Linked DNA regions of Mus musculus: regions 1, 2 and 4 are each linked to region 3. Evidence: chromatin contacts called from public HiChIP or PLAC-seq and promoter capture Hi-C data. All regions are on one chromosome and are shown on one strand. Each heading gives the region's core, a stretch centred on a gene start, on an enhancer-like site or on the middle of the called end of the contact. The rest is flanking DNA. Distances are from core to core; before and after follow the strand shown. Region 1 holds the start of 1700008J07Rik (RIKEN cDNA 1700008J07 gene). Region 2 holds the start of Setd1a (SET domain containing 1A). Region 3 holds the start of 4930456A14Rik (a long non-coding RNA gene). Region 4 holds the start of Armc5 (armadillo repeat containing 5).

Evidence for each region. Promoter capture Hi-C pulls out the DNA fragments that hold promoters and counts their contacts. HiChIP or PLAC-seq counts read pairs in DNA pulled down with a chosen protein or histone mark.
Region 1: an H3K27ac HiChIP or PLAC-seq map of embryonic stem cells shows a contact between it and region 3, with 8 times the contacts expected there. The contact joins the promoter of 1700008J07Rik here to the promoter of 4930456A14Rik in region 3. A contact is called at or near these places in 3 of 39 promoter capture datasets (embryonic stem cells, liver and pre-B cells), 5 of 484 Hi-C or Micro-C datasets (cortical neurons and embryonic stem cells), 2 of 115 datasets of contacts at active chromatin or transcription factors (embryonic forebrain and embryonic stem cells) and 2 of 9 other capture datasets (embryonic stem cells and liver).
Region 2: a contact with region 3 is called in a promoter capture Hi-C map of liver, with 5 times the contacts expected there. The contact joins the promoter of Setd1a here to the promoter of 4930456A14Rik in region 3. A contact is called at or near these places in 3 of 39 promoter capture datasets (the C10 cell line, liver and pre-B cells), 2 of 484 Hi-C or Micro-C datasets (B cells and muscle stem cells), 3 of 115 datasets of contacts at active chromatin or transcription factors (astrocytes, embryonic forebrain and thymic regulatory T cells) and 1 of 9 other capture datasets (liver).
Region 4: a promoter capture Hi-C map of liver shows a contact between it and region 3, with 3 times the contacts expected there. The contact joins the promoter of Armc5 here to the promoter of 4930456A14Rik in region 3. A contact is called at or near these places in 4 of 39 promoter capture datasets (erythroid cells, liver and pre-B cells), 2 of 484 Hi-C or Micro-C datasets (B cells and uterus), 1 of 115 datasets of contacts at active chromatin or transcription factors (astrocytes) and 1 of 9 other capture datasets (adipose tissue).

The regions. Positions count from the first base shown.
Region 1 is chr7:127,511,034-127,514,199 of GRCm38.p6, forward strand. 1700008J07Rik (RIKEN cDNA 1700008J07 gene) reads right to left here and starts at 1,836. Exons shown (of 1, transcript NR_024331.1): 1 at 1-1,836. Srcap (Snf2-related CREBBP activator protein) reads left to right here and starts at 950. Exons shown (of 34, transcript NM_001304266.1): 1 at 950-1,305; 2 at 3,132-3,166.
Region 2 is chr7:127,775,534-127,778,797 of GRCm38.p6, forward strand. It overlaps Setd1a (SET domain containing 1A), which reads left to right and starts at 1,856. Exons shown (of 19, transcript NM_178029.3): 1 at 1,856-1,980; 2 at 2,580-2,744; 3 at 2,973-3,068. The coding sequence starts at 2,595.
Region 3 is chr7:126,500,412-126,503,746 of GRCm38.p6, forward strand. 4930456A14Rik (a long non-coding RNA gene) reads left to right here and starts at 2,023. Exons shown (of 3, transcript XR_869939.3): 1 at 2,023-2,188. It overlaps Atxn2l (ataxin 2-like), which reads right to left and starts at 3,026. Exons shown (of 22, transcript NM_001361487.1): 1 at 2,489-3,026; 2 at 1,011-1,047; 3 at 845-901; 4 at 692-763; 5 at 312-462. The coding sequence starts at 2,781.
Region 4 is chr7:128,235,965-128,238,997 of GRCm38.p6, forward strand. It overlaps Armc5 (armadillo repeat containing 5), which reads left to right and starts at 1,393. Exons shown (of 6, transcript NM_146205.2): 1 at 1,393-2,625. The coding sequence starts at 2,163. 9130023H24Rik (RIKEN cDNA 9130023H24 gene) reads right to left here and starts at 2,067. Exons shown (of 1, transcript NM_177001.3): 1 at 1-2,067. The coding sequence starts at 1,455. The coding sequence ends at 442.

The DNA of each region.
Region 1 (3,166 bases), core at 586-3,085, 1.0 Mb after region 3:
TTATGTTTTGGGGCAGGGTCTTGTTATGTAACCAATGGCTCAAAATCTTCCTTGGAACCGTTGTAGATAATAAATGCATCCTTAAAATCGGAAGGGAGTATCAGATTCTCTAAGAGATTTTTTCCCCCCTAGACACAGGAATTTTTCTCTGTAGCTTTGGTTGTCCTAGAGCTAGCTTCATAGACCAGGATGGCTCTGAAGTCAGAGATTCGTCAGCCTCTATTGGGATTAAAAGCCATGAGCCACCACCACCCAGCCTTTTTTTCCTTAAGGATTTTTATTTGACTTGAATGGGAGTTTTACTTGCGTGTATGTCTGTGCACCGTGTTTGTGTATTGCTCTCTGAGGCCAGAAGAGGGTGTCGGATTCCTTGGAACTGGAATAACTGTTAGGAGCTTCTTTAGTGTGGAGATAGAATGTCCTCTCAAAGTGGAAGCAGCCAATATTCTTAATCACTGAGCTATGTTCTCAACCTCTCAAAATAGTTCTTAAATGTAAAAGACTGCAAACCTATGGTACTTGTATTTGAGAGTTCTTGGGAAAACCGGTGTTACAAAGTCAACCGCAGCTGGTAGTGGTGGTGCATACGTTCATTCCAGGCAGACGCAGGAGCAACTTTGTAAGTTTAAGGTTAGCTTGATCTACATAGCGAGTCCATGTCAGCCAAGGCTACATTGTTAGACCTCACCTTTCAAAAACAAAAAGTAACTGCTGTAGGAATCAGTAGGTCTAAGCTCTTCTACTCATTTGTTTCATTTCACTGGGTGATATGTAAGAACAAAAACTCCGAAATCCAAAGGGTGGTCCCAGTGGGCAGCTGCAATGCAGCACGAGTTTCAGACCTATTGAAGCGTGCTGGGCCAGCATGGAGCCTCGGAGCGAACTACAACTCCCACCTTGCTTTGCGCCGCACAGTCCTACGCTAGCACGCGAGCCTACCCGCCCCTTCAGCCTCCAGTTACTGTGTATCGCGAGAAGACGGGCCGCTCTGGCGGTAGCGATAACGAGCCTTGGTGGTGGTGGTAGTGGTGGTGCTAGTGGCGGTGGCGGCCGAGACGGCGGCGGCCATTTTGGTGAGGCCTCGGGAGCAGCGGAGGCGGCGGCGGGGTCGCTGGGAGTAGCGTCTCCTTTTTCTTCAACTCACCAAGCACCTCTTCGCGGCGTGACTGGAAGCGGTGGGAGCATCGGGGTGGCTCGTGTTACGGCCCTTAGGGGAATTTAAAGTGGTGAAGGCGGCGACCAAGAGGGGGCCCTCCCCCCTCCTCGGCGGGAGGGGGGGTGGTGAGCACGCCCCCGAGGACGCAGGTAAGGAGAGGGAGACAAGATGGCGGAGGCCCCACACTTTCCCCTCCCCTGACGGGTGCCTGCGCGCGCATCTGCGAGCGCCGCTTCCCACCTTCCCGGGGTGCTGCGCGCGCACCGCCCGGCGGGGCCCCGGGGCTGGCGAGCGAGGTTGCCTGCGCGCGCTCCCGGAGCCGGGGGTGGGGGGGAGGGCGTCGGGCCGAGCGGCACCTGGTGTCAGAGCGGCGCCTCGCCCCCCTCCTGCCCTTCTGCGCACGCGTGCGCGAACGAGCAGCCCTCGAGAGGACGGACCCAGGTGCGCTTCTGCCCGCCCACCAACCTGCCTCCCCTCGGGGGCGCGGACGAGGGAAAGGGGTGCACGGGACGAGTAGTCCGGGCGCGCGCCCACCATAAGCCATTTAGGAGCCCGAGACTTGGCGCACGAACCCTTCCTTCCCGAGCTCTTTGCGGTCTGTGGATGTGGGGGCGCCGACGGACGCGGACATCTGAGTCCTGTGACCCGGTCTATGGGATCGGGTTCTGGCGGGAATCCCCCCCTCCTCCCCTCCCCAATCTGGCCGTGCGCGCCGCCGGCTCACCCCGCCTCCGGGCCGCGCACGCGCCGGCGCCTCCCCCAGCCGGTCGAGCACGTTGGGTGGGGTGGGCGACCGCGAGGGGGCGGGGCCGCCGTCTGAGGAGTCAAAACTTGGCAGAGGTCAAGGGTCATGCTGGGTCAGTCCACTGCGGGGGGGGTGGGGGGGTATTGGGAGGTCATAAAGAAGGCTGGAGTCCATAGTTGGGGCCTCATGGTTTTGGATTACCTCCAATCCTTGGAATTTCTGAAGGGTGAATCAAGGCAGCACAACACCTAGATAAGGAATTAACTAGGCAAATGCTTCCGGATCTTGAATACTTTATTAACCCTGCTTGTTTCCGGCTGTTAGGGCTCCTTGGCGCCTTCCTCACTTAAGTCTGCTTATAAAGCTCTTTCTTGCCGGGCGGTTGGTGGCGCACGCCTTTAGTCCCAGCACTTGGGAGGCAGAGGCAGGCAGATTTCTGAGTTTGAGGACAGCCTGGTCTACAAAGTGAGTTCCAGGACAGCCAGGGCTACACAGAGAAACCCTGTCTCCAAAAACGAAAAGCGTTTTCTTTAAAGTTCTTTGGCCGTTCCACCTCGCTCTTTCTGTATTCAAATAGCCCTCCTTTACTTTATAACTATTTGCTTTTTGTTTTGGGGAACTCCGCCCTCATTTCTGTTAAGTCCTCATTGAAAAGACAAGGAAGCTGTCAGGCATCCAGGAGGCGTTGTTAACTTCTAGATGAGAAGTTTCTGTCCTTCAGTTGTCTGTCAGAGCTTTAAGTACTTTTAGCTTTTAAAACGTTTTGTTGTCTTCTTCTCTGCTCTTACCCAGCCAGAATGTACAACCCTGTGAGATTCTCCGTACAAAACACTTTGTGCTTTGTTGCCACAACATGTATATACACCACATCCATGCTTGGTGTCCAGACAGGCCAGAAGAATAATCTGGGCCACTGGAGCTGGAGCTATTGTGAGCTGCTATATAGGTGCTTGGGACAAAACCCAGGACCTCTGCAGGAGCAATGAATACTCTTAAATCCCTGAAGCATTTCTCCACCCCCACCCCCAAGGCTGAGCCTTGCCCAATTTACTACAGCCTTGCCTAGTTTACTGTATGACTTTCTGAAGCATGAGCTTTCCCTGTTACTGTTCTGTGAAGTGACTTCGGATGTATTTTAAAGTCCAATAAAGCTGGTGTACGTAACCTTAGATGAGTATGGATTGACACATGTGGGTCGTGTCCTCACTGCTGCTGCTTCTCCTGTTTTAGGTGTGATTTCCTTCAGTACAGCACGGCACCGTGGA
Region 2 (3,264 bases), core at 606-3,105, 1.3 Mb after region 3:
CGTGATAGACCTTGTACAGACTCATTTTCTTTTATTACTTGAAATGGTCAGTTAAAATGTGTAAAACCAGGCTCCAATTTTTCCTACCACTGTTATGATGGTTACAGTCAGTCTTTTGTGACAGATAGCCATCCATTCTGGAGGTATAACCTGAAACTAAGGAAAGTCAAAGGCTTGCCCAGCAGCCTATAATGAGAGGCTCTTGTAGAGGGCCACTTAAGGCATCTTCAGCTCAGAAGCCTTGGCAAGAGTGCAGTTCTTCCAGAGACCAGAGAGCCTGTATTCATTCGCTGGATGAAAAGGGTGTTGAACCTTGGGACGATCTCAGTTTTGGGTTCCCAAGTGAAGCTTGAACGAGGTCTGTCCTTAAGTTTCGCAGCGGGATCCTATGAGCATAGGTAGCCCTTGCCTAAAAACTGCTCAAGAATAACCGGGTTACATCAGACCTTTACTTTTTATAGGATCTACTTAAGGGTCTTTATGTTTCTTTTAAGCTCAACAGAACCCTGATTTTAACCACTGAACATTTTTTTTTTTTTTTTTTTTTTTTTTTTTTTTGAGACAGGGTTTCTCTGTGTAGCTCTGGCTGTCCTGGAACTCACTCTGTAGACCAGGCTGGCCTCCAACTCAGAAATCCACCTGCCTCAGCCTCCCAGGTCCTGGGATTAAAGACGTGTACCACCACTGCTCGGCTCAGAAGGAACATTTTAAAACTAGCCCAAGGGAGGTGTAACTAGGGTACTGGCCTAACACGCAGAAAGCCCTGAGTTAGATCTCCCAGCATGCTATAAACCGGTTATGGTGTGCACACCTGTAATTCCGGTACTCAGGAAATAGAGGCAAAAGGATCTGGAGTTCGAGGCCATCCTCCGTTATATAGCAAGTTCGATGTCATGCTGTCTGAAAAACAACAGGAGCCCGAATATAAAAGCGGGAAGGAACCGATCATTTCACTCTGTGCGTCGGTAGGCAAAGCGCCTGAGTCACCCCTCCTGGTTGTATTTTTCCACCTCCCACCCCTCCCAGGTTTTGGTGGATTCTAAGGGAAGCAGCCCGTTACGCCGGGCTCCGCACGCCTGGCCACGCCTCTCTCGTTAGCCCCGCCCACAACCGGATCGGCAGATTCGCTACCCGACTCCTTAGGATTATTTGGGCAGCTTTTCTTGTCTGAAAATTTTCAGGAAACGCCGAGAAGACTTCTTCCTTGTAACCATTTCGCACTAAGTAGGAAGTGTGCTGTTCCTTGAGTCGTTCTACTGAAAAAAAAAAAAATCCAGGACTAGAGGTCGACTCTGCCAACAGGGCTTGGCGAGCCAGGCGTCATTTTCTTGACTCTACAGCAGGTGAGAAGAGGTGACGGCCAAAGCCCAGGACGGTGGCGAATCTGCACTGCAGCCTCATAGGCATTCGGGCTGCGCAAGGAAGGGGCAGGGAAGAGGAGCCGAGGAGCGCGCATCCTGTCCACTCATTCGCCCCGCCCGCCTCGCGAATCTGCGTCGTTGGACGCGCCACTCAAATCTCCCGAGCTCTGGCTGGCGTCCTCCCCCTCGCTCCGCCCCCTTCCCTCAGGGGCTCGTCGCAGCTTTCGTCGCCGCCGATTCGCCAGGAACCCCAAGGCCGGAGCAGCTGGATCAGGGTGGTGCGGTCCACTCTCCGGGGAATGCGGCCCATCTTCAGGCTCCCTGGGCTACAACTCCCGAGCCTCGCAGGGCGCCGGCCGAGGCAAGGCCGCTACCCTCGGCCCCGTGGATCGCTCCGCAGTCCTTGTAGCGAAAGTGCGGATGCAGACGCTGTGCCCGCTGGGCCTCGCGCAGGTGGCGGTGGTGTTTGGTGCGCGCGCCGGGGAGGTGGTGGTGGGGGGGCGCCGCCGCCGCCACCGCTGCGGGGCCGGGTCTCGCGCTGCCGCCGCCGCCGCCGCCGCCTCACGCCGCTGAGGTGCTGCGCGCGGTGGGGGGAGGGTGAGCCGCTCGCCACGAGCGGGTGAGTAGGGCCCCGGCGCGCGTGCGCGCCGACGGGGTGGGGGGGGTGGACGACACCGAACGCGCCCGGGCGGGAGGAGAGGGCAGCGGCGCGCGTTACCTCCCCCCACCCCCCCGCCTGGATTCAGGGACCGAAGCTGGGTCTCAGATTCGGTCTCGCGGTGTTTCCAACGCCCCGAAGAGGTGCCACCTCTGGTTCGGAGGATCGGGGCGCGGGGACGCGAGCGGCTGTGTGGGAGCGGGAGCGGGGCTCGGCCCGGGCCGCTTGGCCGGTGAGGAGGCGGGAGGGGGCGGGGCCTGCGAGGGGACGGGGGAGGGGTCTTGCGTGGAGGCCAAGTGGGGCGCGCTGGGGAGAGCGGGAAGGTAAGGGGGCGCGAGATGGGCCTGGGCCCTGAGGGTAGAATTGGGGATGGAGAGGAATGGAGTGCCATAGTGAGCCCAGCTCCTCAGGGCAAGATCTGAGGGAGCCACGGGTCATGCTGAGGTGTCGGGGACTGGACTGATGTGAGACCCTGGAATCGGGGCTAGACATTGAGGGGACAGCAAGGGAGTCAGGCCTAAGTCGTGGACTCCCATTCCGTATCCCTCTTTTCCTGACAGTGTAAATGAGCAAAGATGGACCAGGAAGGTGGGGGAGACGGGCAGAAAGCCCCGAGCTTCCAGTGGCGGAACTACAAGCTCATAGTGGATCCTGCTTTGGACCCTGCTTTGCGCAGGCCTTCCCAGAAGGTGTACCGCTATGACGGAGTCCACTTCAGTGTCAGTGTGAGTGCCCTCGAGCCTTTCTTGACTTATTTGGACCTCCAATCTCCCCTCCCCGCTTCCCCCTGTTCAGTATTCAACACCCAGACTTCCTATACCTGTAGTTTGGTTTTTTGAGAATGAGCAAGCTCTCCCAGCTCTTCTGTATGTTGGCTTCTACATGGGCTTTATAGAGTCAGTAGGCTGGTGAATTTTCAGCCTGGTTTCATCTCTTCCTGCTTTCTTTGTTAGGACTCAAAGTATACCCCCGTGGAAGACCTCCAGGACCCCCGCTGTCATGTCAGGTCCAAAGCCAGAGACTTTTCCCTCCCGGTTCCTAAGTTTAAGGTGAGTGCCTGCTGGTCTCCCTGCATGTTGGTCCTTGGAGAGTGTCAAGGACCCTGGGCTTCACACAGTCTACCAAAGTGTTTATTCCGAAGGAACTATGACAGCCAGATCTCATTGCTTTTTGTGTCTGTGAGACTGAGATGTTTTGGACAGAAGGTATACATGTATAGCTGAGGTGACTCTAGTATATATCTGG
Region 3 (3,335 bases), core at 773-3,272:
AATGCTGGTAATGCGAGCACTCAGAAGCAGAGGCAATTTGATCTCTGCCAGTCTAAGGAGGCTAGCCATATATACAAAGACCCTTCCTTCCTCAACAGAAAAACAAAGCCCCAATCTAATCTAAAAGCTAAACTTGAAAACATGAAAAAAGGAGTACCTACACCGCTAGACACATTCACTCGACTCTATCAGGCATCAAGCTATGTGCTCAAGAACTCAAGTCACCTCTACTGAAAAGTAAATCAAGTCAACGTGTTCAACCTGCGGGCTAGCTCTCGTCAGCTTCTTGACACAACAGTTCAGAGCGATACCTTTAGTAGCATAATTGAAGTCAACATTTCGGAAGTGGACAAGCAGAACGTCGCTTGGTTTAAACACCATGGTGTCCACAATGTCTTCCCGGCGAGGCCCACCTGCTGGCTCAGATGCTTTCCGATGCACCGCGTCAACTGCCAGTTCAAACTACAAAAGCCCCAGTCCAACATGGCAGGGTCAGTATCAGAGGGAGAAGATGGATTCGCTCTTAAAGCTTTCTAGTCTTTCAACGTCAAATGCCCATGTCACTCTGTATTTCCCAATGTCAACCAGAGAACTTAGCAAAAGCCTCAAAACTGCCCGCTGTCACCCAACACACACTCTCAATCTCACTCTCCTTCACAGCTTCAGAAATTCCTAATTTGAGTACACTGACCTTTGAGCTCAGAGTCTTGAAAATGCCCTCGTAAGTGGTGCCATTTTTCACCTTTACGTCACAAGTAGAACCCTAGCAAGGTGAACCATTTAGTCATTTTAAGAAACTGAAACAGCATATTCCTCAGACACCCAGGTTAAAGCTGTTACTTACCACTACAGCTGTCAGGAAATGCAGCATCCTGGAATTGTTATAGACACCTTCAAACACCTGTCACACGAGAAAAAAGTAAAGGGCAGCAGGTGAATACTCTCTTCTCAGATTGTCCCACACTGTCTGTCTTCCGAGTGTCTTTACAGGAGGAAAAGAAGGCACTCACGGGTGACTGTGGGGGTCCCTTTCCGGTGGTCTGTCCCCTATTAAAAAAGAAAGAGAGAAATAGTTTTAATTAGTAGTGAACCCTAGACCAATGTACCAGGTCAACTTGCTGATTTAGGCTATAGACTGATTAACAAGCAAGACTTTTCAAGTTCTCACATTAAAGAAGAAAGTAGGCATTAACTGCTAAAACATTTTCTCCGAATTCAAGATTTTAAAAAAGTCAACAAAATATTCAATAAACAATAGCTGTCAAATGTTCCTAACAGTCAGTGCAATACAACCTGACTTCCTCTAAGGGACAGTCCTTCACTCTTCCGATAAACCACTGCTATAGTATTAAACCAACAGCACACTTCAGCTGTGAAGGCGAAAGCCCGGGCATCCCAAACGCAGCACCTCTGAGCTTAGACACATTACCTCCCAAAGGAAAAAAAGCTTTCAGGAGCCTTGGATTCCAAATCCCAGGAGAAGTATATTCTCCACACCCCACCCTTTCGCCCTCATTATTTTCATTCAGCCTGTTACCCACTCTGAAGGGATCCCCAAACGCCAGGTAACACAGCTCCTCGACGGCTGATGTAACCGGCAGTTGAGGAGGGCGAGGAGGGGGCCGTTGGCTGGGCTGGGGGACCGCGCAGCCGCAAAAACCATCCACCGGGATGCCTCGCCCGGTCTGCGCCTGCGCACTACAGCCCATCGCGCTCCACCACCCGCTCTAGAACAGAAGCCACTGCGCCTGCGTCCAGTGCCTCTTTCTATCGCATTGACACACCGAGAAAAACCGAGGGCACCCACTCCCCACTCACCGACACCAAACGCCCCTAAACCCTCCAAATAACCCCTCCCTCCTCCGCCTCTGCTCTACGTGTTACCGGGGCAAGCCAATGCCCGAGTCATAAGACAGCATCCGCGCGCACGTACGCCCGGGGAGCGCGCGCGCAGGAGCTTCCCAGCCCGCAGTCTTCCCAGTAGCCGCTGCTTCCGCGCCCCCGCCCACCCCGTCCCCCTCTCACTGGCTACACCGGGAAGAGGAGGGAACAATCCGCTCCCAAGTCCCTCCCTCCCCATTGGCCAAACTGTGGGCCGCGCGCCCCCCCCCCATTGGCTACAGTCGGGGACCCCTTCATGCAGCTGACTCCCCATTGGCTGAAGCCGGGGACCGCGAGATCCTTCGTGGTAATGGAGCTAGGGACCCCATCACCTCCTCAACCCCCCCAACACCCTTTGCCGACGGAGCTGGCGGGATGCGCCCCGCCTCCCCTCAGGGCCCAGACCCCCAAGAGGTGACTAGGCCCAGAGAGCCGAGCGCTGCCCCCAGGCTCCTGGAGACCTCCCGGAGAGCTTTCTCTCCGACCTGTTGGCACGAGGGTCCACCCCCTCCTTCACGGGGTCCTGGGCCCCCAAGAGCCCCCTCAACAGCTCCAAGCCGGGGCGCTGCCTCCCGGGCTCTCCCTAGCCAGGAAGCCCCGTCCTCACCTGACGCTGCCGATAGCCACTGCCCCTGGCCTTTCTTGATGCTGCGGCGGCGCTGACGCCGCTAAGATGCTTTCGGCTCCGCGGCGAAGTCCGCTGCCGGCAGCGGCTGCAGGCCCCAGGCACGGAGAGACCGCTGCGGGAGGCCCCGGGGGAGCCGCGGTGGCGGTCAGCGGTCCCGGGAGGCCGCCGTTGGGAGGGCTGGTCCCGCCGGGAGACCGGCGAGCCACGGCCTGTTGCGTGGGGGGCGGCTGCTGGGGTTGGGAGGTCTGTTGTGGCGGCTGAGGCTTCAACATGATGGCAGCGTCCGGAAGAGAAATAAGAGGGAAGGGAAAGAGGGCCTGGGGCCGGGCCCCTGCTGGAGAGCGCGGGAAGCGAAAGAGATCGCCAAGCAGGGGACCCGCCGTTGGCGGGCGGGGGGAGCCCCGCGGTGTCAGGGGTGGATCGAGAAGACGGCGGCGCGAGGAAGCGCCGCGAGGCGGAAGGGGAGGGGGGATCTCGCGGGCCGGTGGACAGCGAGAGGGCGCGAGCCGGCCTGGCGCGCGTGCGCGTCGCTGGAGAAGGAGAGGGAGGAGCGCGGGCGGAAGCGCCGGCGGGGGAGGGGCGCGGGGAGCGCCGCCAGGCGGTTAGTTCCGGAACAGAGGAGAGGCTCGAGCCGTGGCTCCGACCGGCCTAGCCCCTGGGGCGGAAAAGGAGCCGCGCAGGCGCTTAGCGCACCTCTAGGTTCTGAGCCACCTTAAATGCTGGCGGCCGCGGTTGCTTCACAACGAGGGTGGGCGGGGCCAAAGCCGGGAAGGGGAAGTGCCGGCGGACCCGCCCCTCCCACGCCGCCAGCGTAACGTCAGAAAGT
Region 4 (3,033 bases), core at 143-2,642, 1.7 Mb after region 3:
CTGTGGCTCAACCCAGATGCCATTTGTGAACCCCATTAGTGGCCCTTAGTTAAGTCACCTTCGGGACGTAGAAAAAAAGAAAAAAAAAAAAAAAAAAACTAACAACACTCTGGTCCCTTCATTGAAGCCAGGGATAACTGCAGAAACTCTCATCTTGGAACACCCATTGATGTTAGACAAGGCTAAGCGTTATGGGCAAAGGCTTGCCTTATTAAGGGGCAGATGGAGGTCTTCTTGCTCATGTGGGTCACCTGGTAGAAGAGCAAGTGGGAAATCTGACTGCAGCTCTTGACAAACCTGCAAATGAAAGGCCTTTGCTTGTGTGCATAGGCTGGTGTCCACAAAAATACTAGCTGCAATCAGGAAACTTCTAGGGTTTCTTGCCCATGTGTGAACATTGATGGAACTGTGGTGTGAGATTTTTGCCACATTCTGGAAAGGTCATTTGCTCAAGTGGATGCGCTGGTGTTCAGTGAACATGGTGATCTCACTAAAGCCACGACCACATTCAAGACACCTGAAGGGCGGTTCTCCATTGTGAGTGCGCTGGTGCCGTAGGCAGTTTGAGCTGTTGGTGAAGTTCTTGCCACACTCACAGCAATTGTAGGGCTTCTCACCCGTGTGTGAACGCTGGTGTTCTAGCAGATAGGAACTTCGCCCAAAGCTGTCTCCGCACCAGGCACAGAAGTAGGGTTTCTCGCCTGTGTGACAGCGCTGGTGCTGTAAAAGGTTAGAGCTCAGGCTGAAACTCTTGCCACAGAGGCCACAGCGGTAGGGTTTCTCACCAGTGTGAGTTCGCTGGTGCTGGATCAGGTTGGAGCTAACCCTGAAAGTCTTTCCACACTCAGCACACGCATAGGGCTTTTCCCCAGTGTGCACCCGCTGGTGTTTTGCTAGGTCTGCACTGCGACCAAAGGCCTCTCCGCACTCCATGCACTTGTGCGGCCGGAGACCTGAGTGAGAACGACGGTGTTTAGTGAGATTAGAGCTGAGGCTGAAGCAACGGCCACATTCTGGGCAGGGGTATGGTTTTTCACCACTGTGAACTCGGTAATGCTTAACCAGATCTGAGCCACGCCGGAAGCTTTTGTCACACTCTGGACAGCTGTAAGGGCGGTCACACCCATGGCTGCTTTGATGGTGAATGAGATCAGAGAGACTGGGTACAGCCAACCCACAATCCCTACACTTGAAAGCTTTGGGGACTGCAGGATCACTGGTCTTGACAAAGGTTTCTTCCTTGGGGCCAGAGCCTGACCTACATAAGTACTGCTGGTCCAGCATTTTTTCCACGGGGGCTGGTTGTTCCGGCCGCGCCAGGAGGGGGCGCTCATGTAGCGCGGTCTCGCGATCCAGGGGCGACCTGGGGGCTCCCGGGAATTTTGACGTCCGGTTCTCCAGCAGCTTAGCCCCATCTAGATTCTCCCTGGTCACTTCTGGAGCCGCAAGTTCCATTGCGGCCGAAAAGCGCTCGGTTTCCTAAATGCCACCCGTTTAACTCATCAGCACAGTTGGAGAACGGGGCACTGGAGGCTTGGAGGCCGGTACCGGAAACGGAAAGGTCCCCAAGCCCGAGAGACTCTAGGAAGTGGCAGCGAACTTTCCCGGTAGGTTTAACTCTTTCATTCGCTTGGCGAGACCTTTCTGTCGGGAACTTAGCACTTTTGAAACGGCTTGGGGTTCTGCGAGTCTGTCAGTCCGGCTTTCGGAGCCATTGATCACCGCGCTTTGAGGGTTGCCAATCAAGTCTGAACGTCGCCGACAAGGACGTACCGGGAGCGAAGTGGCTAAGTCACGTTGGGGAGCACAGGACAGCACTAAGACTCCACCGCGGGGCGTCTGATCCTAGGAGCAACAGTTCACTCTTCGGCCCCGGGAGGAGTTTCTCACCCACTTAAACTGCACTAAGCTTGGCGCCGACTACATATCCCAGCATGCACCGCACGCGCCTCTTACTTTCCCACAGATAAATACCATTCTCGCCATGTCTTCTGCGACTGTGCAAGTACCGGAGTTCCAGAATCTAGAACTTGAACTTCCGACTCGCAAGATAACTGCGGCGGCGCTATTCCGAGGAGCAGCCTGGCCACGCCCCCCTCTTCCAGTTCCGCTCTCTCAGAGTACCGGCGAGACGCGGGGCGGAGCCTGAGGCCCGGGCCAAGATGGCGGCTGCGAGACCGGCCCTTACGGACTCGCTCTCGTTTTGCCTCGCGCAGCTCACGGCGGCGGCCGGGGAGGGGCCAGGTGGGGGAAAGGACCCAGCTACCAACGAGACACCCCTGGGCCGCGCGCTCTTAGCTCTTCGCACGCGCCACATCAAGGCGGCAGAGGGGATTGAGCGCTTCCGGGCACGCGGCGGGCTCCGCCCCCTTCTCGCCCTGCTCCGCCGAACGGCTGCTGCGGGCCCCGCCCCGTCCCAAGCAGCCTCTGGCTCCGCCCCTTCGTCGGTTGCGTCAGCTGGTTCTACCCCTGGCCACGCCCCCGCTGCCGAGTCGCTCTTGACGCCTTCGTTGCCAATGCGCCTGCGCAAGACGCTGGATTTGGCGCTCAGCATTCTAGCCAACTGCTGTACAGAAGGGGCGTGCCGGGCCGAAGTGCGGAGACTTGGAGGCATTCTCCCTTTGGGTAAGTGCTCCGCCCCCATTTCTTAGAAAGGTTCCAACCCACAGTATCTGCGCTGCCCTTCCATTATGCCAGGCCTCTGAGTACATGCTTTGTGATGGTGCAGCGCCACTCATCTCCTCAGGTGTGATGCTATGTGACGTCACTGCTCTCTCCATAAATTAGACCTGGACCTGCCCAGACCAGAAGTAGATACTGACTCCTGCCTCACTTTTGAGCAAGTGGCTTATACTTTGTTTTTGGTGCTTCTCGGGGACAGTACCCGTCCCTGTGCAAGGCTTCACATGGAAGAGCAGGAGGCCAGAAAGTGTAGTTTTAAAAGTTAGAAAGTGAGTTTAAAAGTCAGACATACCAAGCAAATCACCCAACCCCTCCAAAGCAAGAATTCTTTGTGTAATAACAATAGCTACC